2 separate regions of the Danio rerio genome follow, and region 2 is linked to region 1. Evidence: chromatin contacts called from public Micro-C data. All regions are on one chromosome and are shown on one strand. The core of a region is the stretch at or near the end of the contact, and the rest is flanking DNA. Distances in the headings are between cores, read along the strand shown.

Evidence for each region. A called contact is a pair of places that touch in the nucleus more often than the background predicts.
Region 2: a Micro-C map of caudal fin shows a contact between it and region 1, with 8 times the contacts expected there. The contact joins two enhancer-like sites. A contact is called at or near these places in 2 of 18 Hi-C or Micro-C datasets (caudal fin and an unstated tissue) and 1 of 4 datasets of contacts at active chromatin or transcription factors (embryo).

What each region holds. Positions count from the first base shown.
Region 1 is chr24:8,276,513-8,281,967 of GRCz12tu, forward strand. No RefSeq gene overlaps it. Among named protein-coding and RNA genes, the nearest start is that of eef1e1, 6.0 kb to the left of the region's middle. Within about 2 kb of position 2,944, at least 36 of the 62 cell types and tissues checked have an H3K27ac peak or open chromatin away from gene starts, as enhancers often do. A contact at or near this core is called in caudal fin, where this site is marked.
Region 2 is chr24:8,538,045-8,543,499 of GRCz12tu, forward strand. No RefSeq gene overlaps it. Among named protein-coding and RNA genes, the nearest start is that of slc35b3, 120 kb to the left of the region's middle. Within about 2 kb of position 2,832, at least 26 of the 62 cell types and tissues checked have an H3K27ac peak or open chromatin away from gene starts, as enhancers often do. A contact at or near this core is called in caudal fin, where this site is marked.

The DNA of each region.
Region 1 (5,455 bases), core at 1,694-4,193:
CTGAGTCCTGCAGCAAGTTTTCCTCTGCTTCACTTGGCTGTCTGTTTCCCAGCATCCCCGTGCTCGTCCTCAGTGCGGCGTGTCTGTTTGGATTTACACAATCACTGTATGACTCCTCCATAATGAAATGTCAGCTATCAATCAAACTGGCCTTATTAACTCCATAAGGGCCAGGTGTGGGTGACATCATGGAAAGCGACTGTGGCCTTGGAAGTGTTGCGTGCTTCTCATGCACCCATACGTCAAAACGTTGCCTGAAACTCTTTTATTTTATTTTTTATTTTGAGAAGGACTGACTGTGTGAATGCTGAAAATGCTTCTAAAGGGGCTTGTGCTGCAACCTTTTATACAGGGGGTTTGAAATATTTATATGTAATCTAAATAGTATAATGCTTACATACAAGGCATTGATATTTACAGTATAAAAATCCAAATTATACATGAAAAAAAAATTGAAACAAGTTTTTTTTCTACTCACTACTTCATTTATTTGTATGAATAATAAATATTAAGATACAATCTTAATAATCATGCTTGAGGAAGGCATTTATATTTACAGAAAATTCCAATTATACAGTGAACAAACTATAGTTTGAAAAACATTTAATATATTATAGGCAATATTTTATTTTACATTATATTTTTCTACTTATTTTAGAAAACTGCATTTATTTGTTTAATCAATTGCTATTTTTAATCTTGTTTGTATTTATTTGTTTGTTACTTATTGAATGGTTTTATAGTATAGTCTATTTTATGATCATAACAGCTGTTACAGGTCTGTAGCCTGTGAAAGGGGTGTTTTTTTTTTCTCAAAACATGGACCTTTTTGCAGTTATACACCTCATTTTCTATTTAGTTATGAGATTTAATTACATTTTAAGCTCTATTTAAGCTGGATTGGCTTGTCGGATGGTCATCATAACCACACTTTTTGATGCAACAAAGCAATTTCCTAAATTTAGAATAAAGAAATATGAAAAATTATTTGGGAATTTATTACATCATATATATCATCAAAAAAAAAAAAAAAAAAAAGGGAAATGCTTTAAATGAAAAACAAGCCTATTGTCATTTATTAGGCAAATTATAAATGATAAAATGGCCAGCACATTCAACTTTTGGATTTTGGCTATTTGAATAATAATAATAATAATAATAATAATAATAATGTAGAGCTTCACTGTTCTTATGTGATCTTTTGTAAAAAAATAAATTATATATATATATATATATATATATATATATATATATATATATATATATATATATATATATATATATATATATAGTACATTTGAAAATTCATGGATAACAACAAATGTTAAATTAGTTTTAATTAGATTTTCAATGGACTATTTTTTACTATTTATGATGGCATATTTCGCACAAAATAGGACAGATGAGCTCAGATATGGTACAAATTCCAGACCTTTGTCCAACGCCCCCTTTTCTTTTTTATTTTCATACAGTTGAAGTCAGAATTATTAAACCCCCAGAATCATTAGCCTTTATTTAAACCTTAACTAGGTTAATTAGGTTAACTAGGCAGGTTAGAGTAATTAGGCAAGTTACTGTATAATGATGGTTTGGTCTGTAGACAGTCAAAAATATAGGGGCTAATAATTTTGACCTTAAAATGTTTTAAATTGAAAACCGTTTTTTATAGCTAAAATAAAACAAAAAATACTTTCTTCAGAGCAAAAAAAAAAAAAAAAAAAAAAATTCAGACATACTGTGATTTTTTTTAACACTGATAAACATCATTTGGGAAATATTATAAAAATCAAAAAAAAAAAATCAAAGGGGGTTTAATAATTCTGATTTCAACTGTATTTAATTATTTATCTTGGTAAAAATAATAATGATGTTGATAGTTAATTAAATTTAATAAATAAATCACTGCTTACTTTTTAGTTATTTTCTAAACATTTCCAAAGACCCCCAGCACTTAATTGCTTCCCTTTTCATGGGGGTCCCTGGACCCAACAACATAAAGATTGCCGTCCACAAATCATAAACAGGAACGCAAGTTTGAAGCCCTTCTGTTATGTCGTGTCTCGTTTCACGATGACACAAAAACGCATAGTTATAGTTACAGAGCAATCACAATCATTGTAGACATAAGCTTCTCTCCCTCACACACACGCACGCACGCACGTACACACACACACACACACACACACACACACACGATAAAACAGTGCTTCACGTGGGCCCATTTGTTTTTGAAGTAAGGGCTATTAATTAATGTATTTTTATATATTTTTACGACACAAAGTTTCTCATGGAAACAAACAAGCAAACAAACGAATAAATAAAACAGCTGGCCTAAATAACACGCATAATGAGCATATACAAACTATCAGAAACGATTAGGTGCTCAGGAAAAAACAAGGTAAGACTAATTCTCTTGTTTTGTCGGCCTTTGCTTTTGTTTGTGCGTCGCGGTACGTCAGGAGGTTTTCGCCCGAAGCGCTATCTTGAATGCACGCCGCCAGCGCAGCGCAATGCCCGGAGCTGCCACATCCTGTATGTATGAGCCAGCACGGAGGACAGCGATCCCCACTCCCGGGAACAATCCGTAGCCTGTGGGAGTTTTTCGATGCCAATTGTGATACACAATACGGGGTCACATTAGTTAGAAATATATTGTGGGGTCACCGATGGTGCCTGTGGGGCTATTGCGCTCTCCCAGTACCCCTCTCTCTCTCTTTCATTCCCTCCCGTTATCCTGATTTGTCTAGTTGAGCCCGTGCATAACTGTCTGCACTGCTACCTCTCATAACCTGTAAGCGCAGCCTCGGTATATTTAAACGTACAGCGGGATCGGGCGCAGTCAGAAGGGCAGCGGCAGCAGACGTTCCGGCTGTCAGGAGGCATCGGGCAGATTGCGTCTCGGGACGGGACGCGGGACGACTGTGTGACAGGAAGGAGAAACGCAGGCCTGACGCCACAAGAGGCACATATCAGCTGCGGCGGCCGCATGCTTGTGATTGCTCCGTATCTCGTTCTGTCTCCGGTAATCCGCTGATTTACACGGCACATCACACCGCACAGATCGAAAGAGAGTGTAGGTAGACTTTCAAAGAACATAGCGTTATGCTTTTTTTTTTGTATTTAGCGAAGTCTTGTTTTTGAAGTAGCCAAATTTAACAGTTTTGTGGTATTTTAGCTACATGTCGAGAATTTAGCATGAACATTTTAAAAAGTAATAATAAATAAATATAGGCTTTAAAAATATTTAGAAACCGCTGTCATTTCTCATAAAACGTTTATATGAGAACGTCTGGCCTGAACAGAAAGGCTTTAAAGTCATAATGAAATAAAAGTTCACAATGTTTGTTATACATGAATTATTTAACAAATTGGCTAATGAATTTCTAAAGGACAAAATTAAAATCCTTCAATAAACATTTTGTTCTGTGAACAAAGCTTGCTGTGTTTAAAGTCAAATTGCCATCCATAATGGATTTTACTTAATTAATTAACAAACATCTTAAAAAAAAAAAAAAAGTACAATACAATATTTTTTCAAGATGTCAGTTGGATGTTTAATGAAAAACAAATATTAAAACACTAAAAAATGCAGGGTTCCACATATTACAACACAAATTGATTAAATTAACTTAACACTTTTAACAAATCTATGTGGATTAAACATAAAAATATAAGTTGCCTCAATGAAATCTCAAGAATTGTGTTGTTTCAGCTTATTTTAAATAAGTTATTATTATATAAAACAAATATATATTTCGAGTTTATCATTAAAAAAAGTTTTGATAAAAAAAAATCATAAACTATTTAGAAACATCTGTAATTTTCCCATAAAACTAACATTTATAAAAACGTCTGGCCTGAACAGAAGGGCTGTAAAGTCATAATGAAGTAAAAATTCACAATTCACAATGCTTATTTGAATATTGCAGTGTTTGTATATGAAATATTTAACAAATTAGCTAATAAATTCCCAATAGACAAAATTAAGTTCTGTCAATAAACATTTTGTTCTGTGAACAATGCTTGCTTTGTTAAAAGTTAATTTGCCAGCCATAATTCAATTTATTTAATTCATTACAAACATATCCCACAAAAAAAAAAAAAAAATACAACACAGTACTCATTTTTAGGATGTCTGTTGGATATTTAATGAAAAACAAAGATTAATACATAAATAAAATGGTGAAGTATAACAAGTGAAACACTTTCACTATTTCAATGTGGCGATGTCATTGACACATAAACATTTGCTTGTTATCAAATTATTTCATAACCGTAGCAAGAGGCAATTCAATCATAACGTAATATTAAGATGGCATTATTTATCAATATGTGGCTCTTTTTGGATTCTCAGAAGCCATAGGAATTAAAAATGTAAAACAGGAAATACGTTGGGACCGTCGTTTTTGTTTACATAGGAAACTAAAGGAAAGTACACATTTTGATTTGATGTTGGCTTAAAGTTCAAAGAACAAGTCAATGTTGTGAAAAGTTTGGCAAAGATGCGCTCATGTATCCCACACACGTGTGATGCAACACATGTAAATGCACTGCAAGAATGGAGTAAAATGGCTGGTGACAGACAGAAAGATACTCGGAATTCGTTGGCAGCTTTCATCCTTTCCTTCTCTTTTATGACACAATATTAACATGTCCACCCGACAGGGCGGACCCTAAAGACATAGAGAAATGCTGGAAAACTGAATGCAAGTGACAGCACAGTTCCTCTGTTTCACAACACACACAGCAGCCAAAGGCCAAGGGTCATGCTAGGGGCCATGGATCCCAGTCCACCGCTCACACCCAGCACCGCTCATTTATGTGTTTTAATTACGTTATGAAATCAGTTTCTTCCAGCCATGAGGGAAAACATCTACAGGGAAGATGCTGATTGTTACATATTCTGAAAAGTCAATTCATCTTTGTTGCCGTTGCCCACTGGCCCTGCAGGTTGTCTGTGAATGATACAAATTCTTGGAGGAAGCCTGTAAAGTCGTGCTATTTTTTTGGTTTGCCCGTCTGGGTAATTAAACATGCACATGCATATCGGTGTGACAGTTAGTAGATGAACATATACTGTGCAAAACACTCACACACACGCAATTACATCACCTAAGAAAGCGGGATTTTTGACCAGTCATCTTTAAACTGATGAACAAGTGATTTTTTGAAGCTCGTCCAGCAGGGAGCACTGTGGCTCTTTCAAACATGCTCAGTTGCACAACTGCGTTTGTGATCAAACACACTCCTCTTAACATGCGAAAACTTCAGTGAAAGGCAAAGACAAGCTGCTGAGTGGCTTAAAGCCCACTTAATGTCTGAGACACATCACTGACTGAAAGGGAAAATGCCGGTTATTTGATTAAATCTGACTAAAAAAAAGAAGATAATATAAAACAGGCTACAAGCTTTCTGTCAGAAAAACACAACTTAAATAAAACATTTTGTTTCCATT
Region 2 (5,455 bases), core at 1,582-4,081, 260 kb after region 1:
TTTATATTTGAAAATAAACTTTAGCTGTTGTATTTAACCTTATTTTACCCAAAATTGGCTTAAATAACACACTCTACATTATAAAATATCAATATAATTATAAGAAGTCGTAAACAATTGGAATATTAAAAATAAGGGTTTGTTTTTCATTTGGTACATAAAAAAAAAGTTCTTCACACTAGAAATATTAATACAATTTGAGACATGTATAAAAGAAATAGAATACAATATTTCCTTTAAATAGCATTACTGTCTAGGAGAAACAACTGAGAAATTGAGGAGATCCTATTTTCCAAGTCAGTGGGAACGATTTTAGTCTCCGCAGTAACTTCAAAAGCAGGCCTGGTTAATTCATTCTGTGGTTTCAGCACAGTTTGGGCACAATTCACATGGCGATAAGGGGGGAATGGATCTTTAATATGCCTTGTACTTTTTTCATGAAACCTCTCAGCTTTCAAGAGTCATTTAGCAAATAATCACTTTGTTATTGGTCTTAAATAGTGGCTAATTAAAAGTCTGACCTCTGCGAATAACCCTCTTCCTAAGAACACGTTGCATAAACAGGAAAAAATCTGTTTAATTGCGAGTGCAAAAAAAAAAAAAGCACATTTTCTGAAGGGTAAGGTAATTGGCCCACTGTGAAACAAATGAATCCACTGGGGATTGGCCAAATGGATGTTCAAGAGCAAACTGTAGTCCGATACTTGGTTTCATTGCTCCTATTGAAATCAAATGATATGCATTTTAAAATATGCTGCAAAATATGGACCAACTTAACTTTGGGTTATATTGTTTAATCATTTTTTAACCCACCCTCTGAGTTGGTCCATATTTTAACCAAAACTGCGTTAAATTATATATTTTTTTGTTTTGTTTTAAGTGTTTTGGCTGTGTATAGAGACACTGCGGCAACGCACAACAAATTAATATACAAGTGTGCTTTTATATAATGTAAAAAATACATTATATAATGTACACTTTTTTTTATACTCCAGTTTTTATTATTCAGATGAAGATGATGAAAATAACAACGCACAAAAAGAATGTACACAACATTCAGCTTAAAATCAGAATGAGACATTCCCTATCAAAAAAAAAAAAAAAAAAAAAAAGTCAAATGTTTGTATAACGTTCTCAAATGCGACCGAATATTAATACATGGCTCTTGTCCAGATAAGCGGAGTGATTTTGCGTGTGTGTATGCGCGTGTGTGTGCGTGTGTTGGCCTAATGAAGCCCCAACAGATGGCAGTATTTCACAGTGAATGAGTGTCAAAGGAAGCTGAGGGTCAGACACACTCTTGCATGTTTCAGACAGGCTTAACTCTCTGTTTATTTTAATCAAAGTGGGATCTCAGCCCATTCAGCCATATTAAAAGTGATTAACACTGATACAAATACTCTGTATTTACAGTGTCAATATGCCAGGTTTCATATGTCTCATGTGAAGGTGTTTTATTGAGGTTTGGAGGTAGAGAAATTTACCGTTTTATCCCCTTTAAAAGCTTTAAATGAGTATAATTTCCTTTAAATCTTTCTATTATAAAACATCAGGTAAATACAAATTATTAGATATTAAATAAATACATTGTGTATTTAATTCATTTATTTATAGTTGCTTGACTACACAGTACATGTCATTTTTGGCAACTAAATCTGATAATAATTGATATTTAATTAAAACAGTTTCTTAAAAATACTCATGATTTTCTTTCCTTTGCAAAAGCCACAATTTAGAGTTATTATCATGTCTTGTTTCAAACTGTTTCTTCACAATTTTGACTAAAGCGCAGATTGAAGTGAACATTGTGTTCAGTGAATAATGAATATGCAGAAGTGACACTATGTCAAAATAGTAATATTTGGAAATTGGAAACAAATATGTAAAATCTTGCGTGTGGCAGATGCTGAGACGTGTGTGTGTTTGTTATGAGTTTTGAACAGTGTGAAGTCATCATGTTCAGATAGAGGCGACGGGGGGAGGTCAGCGTTTGACTCTGTGGCAGATGGCGGGTTGTAAGAGCCACAGATTTCAGTATGACTGACTGCTCTCTAGACATTTGTTATATGCAGAGAGTATATGGAATTATCATCAACAATACATGGGCTTTCTATACAACTCAATGCATGTAAATACTCATATTTATCTCCCAAATGAACTGCACAGGGCTAATTGGGGAAAAGGCTGAAAGAAGTTTACTTGCTCTATGATACTGTATTTTCCCAAAGTTATTTTAAAAAGCACACTGAATTTAATATTGTTTTATTATTAAAATAGTTTTACTGGTTGTTACCTTGGCCAGGTCTCTCTTGTAAAAGTTTACTCTATTAGACTTCCTTGTCAAATAATGGTAAAAAAAAATCATAATAGTAAAAAAAAAGAAAAAATCTATGTAATAATAATAATAATAATTATATATATATATATATATATATATATATATATATATATATATATATATATATATATATATATATATATATATATATATATATAATTATTATTATTATTATTATTATTATTATTATTATTATTATTATTATTTCCTTTATTTAGCTAGAAGATCACCTTGATACAGTACTGTCTTTCCTTCCAGTATTAGTCATGCAAGTTTTATATTAATATCTGTTTAGTAGCTATTTAGGTATTTATACTCTAAAACTCAGCACATATTTTGATGCATTATGATGCAATTTTGACTTATACAACTCTATTAGTTTGAATCAAAAAGAAATGTTCACATCCATGTGATTACTCATGCATTAAAAACTGGTTTGAGAAGTGCGACGTCTGGTACAGTGTGATGCATCGCTGACAGGAGCTACAAACACAGCCTGAAATAGTTTGTTTTCATTTCATTTGTATTAGTAAGCAGCACAGACAGAACCTGTCATGTCTGGCTTATACAGGACGGTTTTATTTGAAACATTTTTGTCTGTGTTGTCTAGAAACGAAACGACACTGCTACAGGCTATAAAGCGCATCGCTGTTCTTTAACAATTGTCAAAGTTTAAAATGCAGAGATCTACATTCTCGTGTGCAGTTTTGTAAAGGTTCCCCTTGAACTGGATAAGAGTGGCCCACTGCACACCATATCCTGTCTAGTACTTGCCGAGCGTGTGTGTGTGTGTGTGTGTGTGTGTGTGTGTGTGTGTGTGTGTGTGTGTGTGTGTGTGTGTGTGTGTGTGTGTGTGTGTGTGTGTTTAAGGGGATAAGTCAGCAGTGTGCTCTGTAATGCTCCGCTCAAGCTCTTTCTGCTTCAACGGCTCTTCTCTCTGATTTCACGCTGCGCTGCCTCTGAGCTCTGCCGGCCCGGGTAAGTGTCCTCGGCCCGCTCACAAGAGAACCAGAGAGAGAGAGACGGAGAGAGAGACAGCCACATGCATGACTGCTCACTGCCCATTCCATTCATTCCACACTGCCCCCCGATTCCAGTGCTCTCCGATTCAGACTCAAGTAGGTTTATGAAGAGCTTTGCTCAAGCATTAGTGTCATTATATATACAGACAGATTAAACAATAATACATGACAAAATAAATCGTATTTATGTTATTAATAATTACATCAAAATCAATTGAATTTAAAATGCTAACAGTAAAATAAAGTCTCTTCTTATATGGCTGTTTATTTAGGAATCAAATGTTGTATCATAATAACTTATAGCACAAATATTTCTTCCACAATAAACACCTTAGTACTATATGTTGTCCTTGCAGATTTATTTTAAACAAATAAAATGCGTCATTTGAATCCTATATGATGAAAAGGTAGCTTAACATTTGAGAGTTCAAATTAGGGGAAAAAATATAAAGTGATATTACATTTGGGTTATTTGTCAAATTAGAAATTCTAGGTCAAGATCAAGTGCATTGCATTATGGGACATCCTATTCTGCTGATGGGTGCTATACATGTGATATATTTCGTGAAATGCAGTATGAGGTCATTTAAGGTATTCCATTCCTGCAGCAATGTCAGTACTGTGCACATGTACACAAGTAAATAATAATAATAATAATAATAATAATAATAATAATATAAAGAAGTTGTATTCTGAGAGTTTGTCTCTAGGTACTGTTATAATGTTTTTTTTTTCATCATGGTGAATCATTTGATTTCATTGTTGAACATATTTATGTTCAAAGGCTGTGCAAAGTGGTTGTTCAGACTGGACAAATTATTTTGTGTCATCTATTCAGTTTTTTTCAACTGTTGGTCTAAGTACACAATCTTGACTTAAATTACTTCTCACTTTTTTCAGCTGTGAAATAATTTTTAAAGATACTTAAAATCAGTTGAACTTTAAGGGGAAAGGGGGGCACCTCAAGACCCCCCTTTTTGATTAATCTGTGCTCTGTTTTTAATTATATTGTATTGTTTTTTGTTTGTTTGTTTCTTTTCTTTTCTTTTCTTTTCATTTTTTTTACCATTGGAGAACCACACTATTTTCTCTAAACTCTGTCATGAAACTATAGTTGACTGAAAAAAAATAAACATTGAACATTAGTTAATACTAATTAGTTAATACTTGCACCCCTGGTAAACTAATAATAAAAATAATTGTAAGAACTCAGTGTACATATGCACATGTGCACATATCATGATTCAGGTCTAATTGTAGTTTGCTTATAGGAAAAGTGCAAATAAATATAGAGGTTTTTTTTTTTTTTTTTTTTTTTGCATTGTAGAGCATTGTCAATTCATTCATTAATGTTCCTTTGGTTTAGTCATTGATTTATTAGGGGTCACCACAGTAGAATGAACCACCAACTATTCTGGCATATGTTTTACGCAGCAGATGCCCTTTCAGCCACAACCCAGTACTGGAAAACACCCATACACTCTTGCATTCACACACACACACACACACACACACACACACACACACACACACACACACACACACACACACACACACTACAGCAAATTTAGCTAATCTAACTCACCTATAGCGCATATCATTAGACTGTTGGGGAAACCAGAGCACAAAGAGGAAACTAACTACTGAGCTACCATTGCACCCAACATTGTCAGTATTCATGCAAAATTATTTACTTATAAAACGGTTTTATACTATTATTTCAGTTAAACTGAGTGGCACGGTGGCTCAGTGGTTAGCACTGCAAGAAGGTCGCTGGTTTGAGTCCTGGCTGGGCCAGTTGGCATTTCTGTGTGGAGTTTGCATGTTCTCCCTGTGTTGGGTGGGTTTCCTCCAGGTGCTCCGGTTTTCCCCACAAGTCCAAAGACATGCGGTACTGGTGAATTGGGTAAACAAAATGAAAAAAAAAAAATGAAAAAAAAATATTGGCCACAATGTATGAGTGTGTGTGAATGTGAGAGTGTGTGGGTGTTTAACAGTACTGGGTTGTGACTGTAAGGGCATCCGCTGCGTATAAAATATATGCTGGAATAGTTGACAGAGCATTTTGCTGTGGCAACCCCTGATAAATCAGGGA